2 separate regions of the Lactuca sativa genome follow, and region 1 is linked to region 2. A link is a contact called in public Hi-C data. All regions are on one chromosome and are shown on one strand. The core of a region is the stretch at or near the end of the contact, and the rest is flanking DNA. Distances in the headings are between cores, read along the strand shown. Region 1 holds the start of LOC111877350 (probable inactive leucine-rich repeat receptor-like protein kinase At3g03770). Region 2 holds the start of LOC111877348 (adenylate kinase 4).

The links. A called contact is a pair of places that touch in the nucleus more often than the background predicts.
Region 1: a contact with region 2 is called in a Hi-C map of leaf, with 5 times the contacts expected there. The contact joins the promoter of LOC111877350 here to the promoter of LOC111877348 in region 2. A contact is called at or near these places in 2 of 4 Hi-C or Micro-C datasets (both in leaf).

Annotation. Positions count from the first base shown.
Region 1 is chr4:133,974,517-133,979,055 of Lsat_Salinas_v11, reverse strand. It overlaps LOC111877350 (probable inactive leucine-rich repeat receptor-like protein kinase At3g03770), which reads right to left and starts at 3,106. Exons shown (of 7, transcript XM_023873871.3): 1 at 1,321-3,106; 2 at 266-399; 3 at 1-188. The coding sequence starts at 2,581.
Region 2 is chr4:133,756,992-133,761,867 of Lsat_Salinas_v11, reverse strand. It overlaps LOC111877348 (adenylate kinase 4), which reads left to right and starts at 1,756. Exons shown (of 6, transcript XM_023873868.3): 1 at 1,756-2,036; 2 at 2,684-2,829; 3 at 2,901-3,020; 4 at 3,096-3,263; 5 at 3,362-3,451; 6 at 3,546-3,807. The coding sequence starts at 1,922. The coding sequence ends at 3,644.

The DNA of each region.
Region 1 (4,539 bases), core at 1,857-4,356, 220 kb before region 2:
TTGTTTGATTCACCATTATCTTGCTCTTCACCACTAATACAATGCCCCAAAAGGCAAACCAAATGTGGGTGTCGAAGCCTCGCAAGCAAATCCAACCTTAATTTAAGGTTTCTAATCGTGTACTTTTTAGACACTGTCAAATGTCTTATTGCAATGTCTGTCCCATTTTCAAGCTTCCCTTTGTAGATCTGGATAAAAGTATATATGTATAATAAGTGATCTTAAATGTGTCGAGAATGTGTACATTGTGCTTTAAGATTTGTACCTTGCCCGTTGAACCTTCCCCTATTAAGGTAGATCTATGAAAGTTGTTAGTAGCTTCCTTTAACTCTTCAAAAGAAAACAATCTGTGAACTGGGATTCCTTCGGTTCCTAACTTTGCAGCCTCTGAAACCAATCCTAATTAACAAAATAAACGAATCAAAATTCAATTCATGATTATGGGTGTTTGACATTGCTTTTTGAACTCTCAAAGGACTTTTGGATCAACTTATGACTTTTTCAAAAGGAATTAAAAAAAAAACGTTTGGATTAGCTTTTATGGTGGAAAAATCTCAATAAGTCAAAAACTTAAAAAATGTTTGGCTAGCTTATACATGTAAAATGACATAAAAACGACATAAGTTTTCCAAACGTCAAGTATGTCTAACTTTTCAAAAACTCATTTTAAAGGTTTTTTTTATAACTTTTCAATAAGTTATTTTAAAATAACTTCTACAATTGTCAAAAAATATTTTTGTCCTAGTAGCTTTTTGAAAAGTTAATAAATCAATAAGAATTTTTCAAATGGAATCCAAACACCCTCTAAAAATTAGTTTTTAGAGGAAAATCATAATAATGAACACATTTAATAAAGTGGCCACCTTTTGTCCCTTTACATAAACTTACAATCAATTTTGCAACGACATTAATTGCGGTTACCTTTACTCACAAAAGGCCGCAAAAAAACTTTAAAAGAAAATATTTTCCAAATAACATTATTTCCTAAAATATGAGTGGTGGGGACCATTTATTAAAAAAAAAAAAAAAATCTGAGATTTGCAAAATGCAAATGATGTCATTTTGTTTAAAGGGTCAAAAAGTCCACTTTATTTATTGGACAATGACATTTTGGTAATTTTCGTGTTCCCAAAAATTAATTTTGACATGTTTAAAGATTCCTTCCCTCACTTAATACTCATCAAGACATTCTCAATGCATTAAGTATAAAAATTCTCAATGCATTAAGTTTAAAAAAACATTTTGTATTATGCATTAAGTAAAAAAGAAACATTTTGTATCCATTAAGTTCATTAAAGTAAAAAGAAACACTCTGCTTACTTGCACTTGTTAAAAGTTCAGATGGGTAGCCTGTAACAGAGTAATCTTGGACCGATTTATGCAGCAATTTCTGTTCAGATACGCCTCGAGCACAAAGCTTCTTTGAAAGAATCACAAACCCTAATACCAAAAGCACCAGAAACACAATACTCCCTAAAATCACTCCAATAATTATCACTGGATTCCTTCTATGTTCAGAACCTTTGAAATCTTTAGTTTCCACTTCTACCCCTCGAGCTTCTTCTACACAATACGATGCTGGATGCTGACGTGTCACATCAATCATGAGGCAATTCCCGTCATATTTAACGGTTTTATTGTTGGATTCGTTGGTTAAGCATAACGGCAAGGAGCCTGTAAATCGGTTTTGTGAAATGTCGACGTTTGCGAGTTTGTTTCCACATTGTAAGTGAACCGGAAGTGAACCGGACAACTTATTTGATGTTAGATTTAAGTAAGTAATGGATGAAGATGAGAATAGAGAAAATGGGGGAACACCAGAGAGTGAATTGAATGAAAGATCGAGTTCTTGAAGGTGGTTGAGTTGACTGTATTTGACTGGGATTTGACCAGAAAACGAGTTGTTATTCAGATACAAAATGATCAAACTGTTTGGCAAATCTTGTAGATCTGGTAGATCACCAGAAAACCCATTTTCGCTCAAGCTTAAACTGGTCAAACTTGATAACAAGTCAACGCCTTTAGGAAAACTACCATTCAAGAAATTCCCATCAAGATTCACACTTTGAAGACTCACCATTCTTGAAAGAGTTGGAGGAATTGAGCCATACAAGAAATTATAACTCAAATCAATGTATTCGAGTGTGTTTAATCTTTGAATTTTGTTAGGAAGTGGGCCCCAGATTCCTAAAGAAACCAAACTAAGAACTTTCAAGCTTGTTAATCTTGATAAAGTGGCAATCAAAGAGTCGATTGAGAAGTTTTGAGATAGTGTTTGTGAAGGAATCGGAAACCCATGAAAAGAACCCGAATTTACCTTCTTTGGCGTTTGATCGGAAGCAAATCCCATGATTTTAAGCTCCGAAACAAAGTTGTTTTCGCATGTGACATTGACTTGTGGTGATGACACGTAGCAGAAATCATTACTTGTGTCGAGCCAAATATCCAATTGCTTCGGGTACTCCAGTTGTTTTCGTAGCTGCAGGAGGACTTGTTTTTGCGAAGGTTGGATTGCATTCGCGAAGAAGAAACTCCATGAAATTGTCAAGAACAGAAGGGAATAAAACCTGCAAATCGCCATTAAAATGCTCCGTTCTTTTGTTTGAGTTTCTTGATAGTAACCCAACAAGATAAACAGAATCTTTAGGAAGTAGAAGTCAAGAATGGAGTATTTTAAAGAAAGAGAACAGACAAATGTTCTCCCCTGTTTTTATTTGAAATCAAGATTTGGTTTTTTAAATGAATTTGGAGGAATCGAAAGAAGAAAGTAGAAAACAAAGGATGAAATCTGATGTGGGTAGTTGAAATTTAATGTCAGTATGTGAGAGAAATTTTCAGAAATTGGAAGTTCCAATGCATTTAGTGCTGTCCACATGGGGTTTTGCTGCCATTGAAGAAGACAGAGATCAAGAAATTAAAGAGGTGTGCTTTTTAGGACTTTTTCTTTCTTCCATACCATACATAGATATAGATATATACGCATTAATGCGTAAATGAAGATCGCAACAAGGATTTTCGAATTAACCTTGATGAATGATGCATTTGAACTTGTACATAATGCATAGAGTATAGTACAGTAGCACTAAATCCAGGTTGCTCTACAGTCCACGTGCTAAACCTTCCAGTCGGTGCATATTTTAGTCATGAATGTCATGAAATGTGTGAATTCAAGAACAATGATCATTTAATTAAATAATAATAGCAAAATAGCAAATGACAAATATAATTATTATTTTTATCTTTTTTAAATTAGCCCAAAAATAAAGATTTTCTTACAAATAACCATGTGTATTCTGTGGAGTATTTACGAAATGCCAAAACCACGTTTTTTTTTTAAATGAAAATCTTTATTTTTGACTAATTAAAAAAAATTGAGAAAAATGGTTACATTTGTAATTTTCTAAATAAATAATAGTATGTTAAAGGATATTTAAGTATTTTTATAAATAATAGTATGTTAAAGGACTTGTTTATACATTTAGATAACTTATCATATACTATAATTTTAATTTTACATCACATCAATCCCACTCTCAAAGATTCTTCAACATGGTAATTTGGGAATTTATGTGACATTCAAGAATGGCGCTGCCTCCATACCATAGCTGATCAAATTTTCAAAGGGCAAAACGGGTATTTGGCTTGTTTTTGATGGCTAGGAGAGCAATTAAGAGACAGGCTGTCACTGTTCATTAACAATATGAAATTGAGCAAAATTCCAAGTTGCCCCCATCCTTAATTTGGAAATATTTACTTGGACAAAGGTAGAGTTCAAGAATCAATCCGTCAATAAGACATATATTCATTTAATAAGTCTTTAATTAATAAAAGTCGTTAGTTAAACTTTATAAACCAATAGTATTTGAATGAAAATAGTTCTTTAGATAAAAGTTTTGTTTGCAATAGAGGATAAATATAAAATTAATGTTTGGCAAATCTGGTTGGAGCATGTTAGCAGATAGCTATAGTGGGTTGATGGTTGTTGTAAGCTAAAAATGTCGTTTTTATTTGAATATAAGTATTCTTGAAAATTAATTGTAGGTTTTTAAAAGGTATATTTGACATAAAATATATAAAAAATAAAAGTTAAAATCTCATAAAAAAGGTATTTAAAGTAACTTTGTAGTTGATTAAAAGTTTTTTGTTTAAGATAAGTCTTGTAATCGAAAATAAAAGTTTTTATTTAATTTAAGTTTTTTTTAAAGAGCTGAAACTTAAACTTTCTTAAAAACTTTGTGTCAAACATATTTAAAATATAATTTATTAAGTAAAAACATATCTAACATTATTTATTCAGTGTATTGAATGAGAATTTTCTTAAGGTTTTTGTTTTTTATTTTTATTACTGTGTGATATAAACGGTGTGGTAACTTTTAAATTTTATAGTAAGCAAAAATGCATTTCCACAATCTTGAAAATATAAATGGTATATTATTGGATTTGAGACCTTGATTTTTGAAGTATATAATCAATGCATATCTTCCTCCGTATCCTGAAATTTTAAAGGGAAATATCTTAAATCAATAACATGTGAAGTAA
Region 2 (4,876 bases), core at 507-3,006:
TTCAATTTTTTATTACATAAATAAAAAAAAGAAAGAGAAAAAAAGAAAATCTCTCTCTCTCTCTCTCTCTCTCTCCCTTTCATTTCTAACTCGTCTATCTCCCTCGTTTCTCACTTCTCCGGCGAAGAGAGCCACCACAGTCGACTGTGGCAGCTCCTCCGCCTCCCCCTGTCGTGACCCACCACCATCCAACATCCCAAATCCAAATCCACAATGGGTGTTCTTCGTTCTTGATTTTGGATCTGAAATAAAATACAAACAAATTTAACACATGTCTGGAAGTGGATTTGCAAAACGAAGAACCTTCACTTTATCGATCTTGTTCAATCTATTAGATTAAGTTTACAAATGTTCCAGACTCTAAACACACACATACATAGTTACACATACATCTAGATTAATTTGATTTAAACATGGAAACAAAGCTCAATATCATTAGCTGTGAAGTTGATTAGAATTAAAAACATACACACATAAATATGAATATGAATCTCAAGAACACTCATTTTTCCTGAGTTCAAGAACAAGAACATCACATTCACAAACCCATAAATCATTCACAAACATATAAATCATTTTTCTTGATCTGATGAACTGCCCTTCACCGCCACCTGAATCGAAATCAAGAATTTTTTCAAACAAACCCAACAACAACAATCTAGATAGAAGAAGAAGAAGGAAAGAAACATAACAAACATAGCAACAACAAATCTCAACCCTATATCACGATTTCAGCTGTTTTCTGTGGCACATTCACTCAAGATAGCCACTGGACGAACAAAGTTGGGGATTTCCGACCCTCATAGAACGAGAAAGCTTAGGAGAGAGATGAATAGTCAATGAAATCCATAAGGAGAGTTATGGCTCTAGAAACCGCCGCTTGAAGCATAACCACCACCACCTGAAGTCAGTAGAGGGATTTGAAGAGACACAAGAGAAGATGAAAAGAGACAGAAACGTAGATCAGATATTGGAGCTACAACCCTTCATAAACGTAGATCGAACAAATATGGCGCAGTCAGAAAACCCTTCGTCGGAGAAGGCGGAGGGACGTCTCTAGTGGTGGACAGCGTCATCGTCTTCGTCGGATGAACAAATCTGGATTTCACCTTGATCGTTTAGGAAAGCTTCGATAGAGATGACAGATTTGAGGGTAATGAGTGCTTGGTGGTCAACTGAGAAGACGGAGATGGCATATTTGAGGGTAAGAGACGTGTCTCCGGTGGATGTGCAATTTTCCGGTCAATAAAGATTGAGCACATCTGAGAGAAAATGGAAGTGTGGGAAGAAGATGAATAGGTCGATTCTTGGAGAGAGAGAGAGAGAGAGAGAGAGAGAGAGAGAGAGAGAGAGAGAGAGAGAGAGAGGTATTTTATTTTTGTTATATTTTTAATTGTTTTTTAATTACATGTAATAAAACAAAAATGAAAGTAAACAATAAGGGCAAAATCATACTTACAAAAAAAAACTAAATTGGACCAAATTTGTAAGAAAATGAAACTATTGGACCATCATTACGAGCCAAACCTATTTTGGACCAAAATTACTAGTTTTGACATAATACAGGGACCATTCTTACAATTTTGTCTAAAAATAAACAATAAGCCATAAACAAAAAAAATACTTATTAAAAATTTAAAATTAGCTTATTTTTTTAACTTAGTTTATAGTCTTTTTCCTATCCAAACACCCTCTTTAGGAGGGTAAAAGTGGAATTTTCACTTTAATACTACTTTTCAAATCTGCCATGCTTGAAATTCAAGCATATCAAGATTCGAGAAGTTCGAGGAAAGTAAACTGGGGAAGTAACGAACTACTGAAAGAACCCTAGCATCCAATTTGACGCTCGTTTAATCCTTTTCCTCACAATTCACCGACCGATTTCTGAAAAGATCAACCCAAAAAAATCCTACGTGACGGAATGGCAACTTCAGCGGCGGCGAATTTAGAGGATGTTGCGTCGGTAGATCTAATGACGGAGCTTCTTCGTCGCATGAAATGCTCAACCAAACCTGACAAACGCCTCATTCTCGTCGGTAACATTCTTGTTTCTCATTGTTATTTTCCACCTTATAGCATCGATTCTGTTTTCCCCAAAATTCTATGCATATTCATTGTGCATTTCCTCAGATCCGATGTGATTTAATTTAGGCGCTCTGTTATGTTAATGCTTTGCTTTCATCAAATTGCTATATTTTAAATGCTACGATATGAAATCATCCTAAACGTTTTTGTTATCGATTTTGCTTAGAAACGGAGAGAATAAACAGACACAGAAACATAATCTTCATCACAATTACACAGCCATTAGAGCAGAATGGAATCTAAGATAAGTCAGAAAGGGATGGGCATGATTTTATTACTGCATGTCACTGATAAAATCAACCGTGATCATGTCATTGAAGGGTAAAGGACATTGATAAAGATTGATCTTCTTTTACTATTTCTTGATTGAGTTAGAATAATAAATGGTGGAAAGGAATGATCTTACTAACTACAAAGTATCTTATATTGTTACTTATGTTTGTTGCAATGTAAATTATCTTTCAGTTGATGAATCTGGTTTGATGATCAATAATTGGTTTAGTAAAAACATGAGTTTCTCAATCCACTTCTAATCACATCAATCTTACGTGTTTCCCCCAAAATGGATCTATCTGTTGATGAATCCTGTTTGCTTCAGGCCCACCTGGATCAGGAAAAGGTACTCAATCACCAATTATCAAGGACGAGTACTGTTTATGCCACCTGGCTACTGGTGATATGCTAAGAGCTGCTGTTGCTGCAAAAAGCCCTCTTGGTGTTAAAGCCAAGGAAGCCATGGAGAAGGTAATTTAAATTTTACAAAACCGACCCCTCATCTTTCTACTTATCACTATTCCGGATCCATTCTTTCTCAGGGACAACTTGTTTCTGATGACTTAGTTGTTGGGATTATCAACGAAGCCTTAGAGAAGCCTTCATGTCAAAAAGGCTTCATTCTTGATGGATTCCCAAGAACCGTGGTCCAAGCAGAAAAGGTATTAGACTATTTCTTGATTTAACATCAACCATTTGAGTGTTTTTTTTGTTAATTTCTATTTTTGTATGTGTAGCTTGATGAAATGCTGAAAAGAAGAGGGGTGAAAGTTGACAAAGTGCTAAACTTTGCAATAGATGATGCGATCTTGGAGGAGAGGATTACTGGCCGTTGGATTCATCCTGCTAGTGGTCGGAGTTACCACACAAAATTCGCACCTCCTAAAGTTCCTGGGATAGATGATGTAAAAATTCTAAACATCTTTTTTTTATTTTTTTTTATTTTACTTATAAATTGGTAAAAAGAGTAAATTTACTCTGATTTTCTTGCTTATTATCAAAGGTGACTGGAGAAGCTTTGGTTCAACGTAAAGATGACACAGCAGCTGTTTTGAAGTCAAGGCTGGAGGCATTTCACAAACAGACTGAGCCAGTATGTTTCTTATTTTTTTAACATTTGTTTAAATTTTATGAGTTAATGGAATTTTATATGTAAATATGTATAAGTTATTTATTGACATATGCAGGTTATTGATTACTATAGCAAGAAGCGTATTGTAGCAAATCTGCATGCAGAAAAACCACCAAAGGAGGTAACTGCTGAGGTCCAGAAGGTGCTCTCATGATTATCTTATTAGCTTGGTATTTACTTTGAACATTGTTTCTCTTTATTTTATTTTTGTTTTTTGGTTTTGATAAATTTATGGGAACTTGTATCTTGATATAAGCTAAGTTTTGAGTTGAGCTAAAGAACAATAAAATAGTTCGTCTACAATTTTTTCGGCTAAAGATCTACTAATTTCTCATTCTTTATATAAGAGTCAAAAGACACCAAATTCGTATTCTTTATCTAAATGTATAATCTATTAGATTTTTAGGAGAGAAACCTATTGAAAAAGTCAAAGGTCCAATCATAATCTTGACTTCAATTTTTTCATAGTTTATAAAATGGAAATCGACTAAAAAGGTGATAAAGTTTTCAAAATGTTCAAAAAATACCATTGTTGTTTTTTAGTACAAAAATACAGTTAAAGTATATTTTTTATACTTCAGGTAAACGGAAAAATGACTTAAAGGGTAACAAAGTTTCCAAAATGTTCAAAAAATATCATTGTTTTTTAGTACAAAAAATACCATTGAAGCATACTGTGTAGGTACACATTTTAGTACAAAAAATACCATTGAAGTTTTCAAGAAGTTTAAAAAAATTTCATTTTTGTTTTTTCAGCGCATCTTTTGTTAACTTCGTTGTTTTCGAATTATGTAGAACACGGTCATCGAATATCATTCCATGTCATACCAGTTTACACCAATTGTGTACTCTCTTTCATTCCCTTACTTGATCAGTTTGTATCTAAATATAGTCATAGAAAAACACATAACTAGGAATCCATCAATTAGAAAACAAGTCGTTCAAGCGCTCCAACACGTATGCTTCTCTCTTTGTTTTGACTACAAATCGTCATCAAATCAACTACATGACGCTTAGTGTTCTTGACCATTCATCTCTCACTGGTCCAGAGAATTAAACACAACTCTTACTCTCTACATCCACATTTAGGAATTCTCATAACATAACGTCACACTCGTTTCTCTTTTGTGTCTCTCTTGTGCCGCAACACTAATGAACGACTAACCTTGATGTATAATATGTGTATCTACATAATGCATATATGTTTTAGGTTTGAGGTATATAATGTGACTAGTAAGCAAGAACGTTTAACTAAGGTTATTATCCACTTACTTTTTATGTTACCATAAGAATGATCGAGTGATGGAATGAAAGAGAGTGCATAACGGTTGTGAACTAATATGACATTGCATGATTTCTTGTACATAATTAGGCAACAACGAAGTT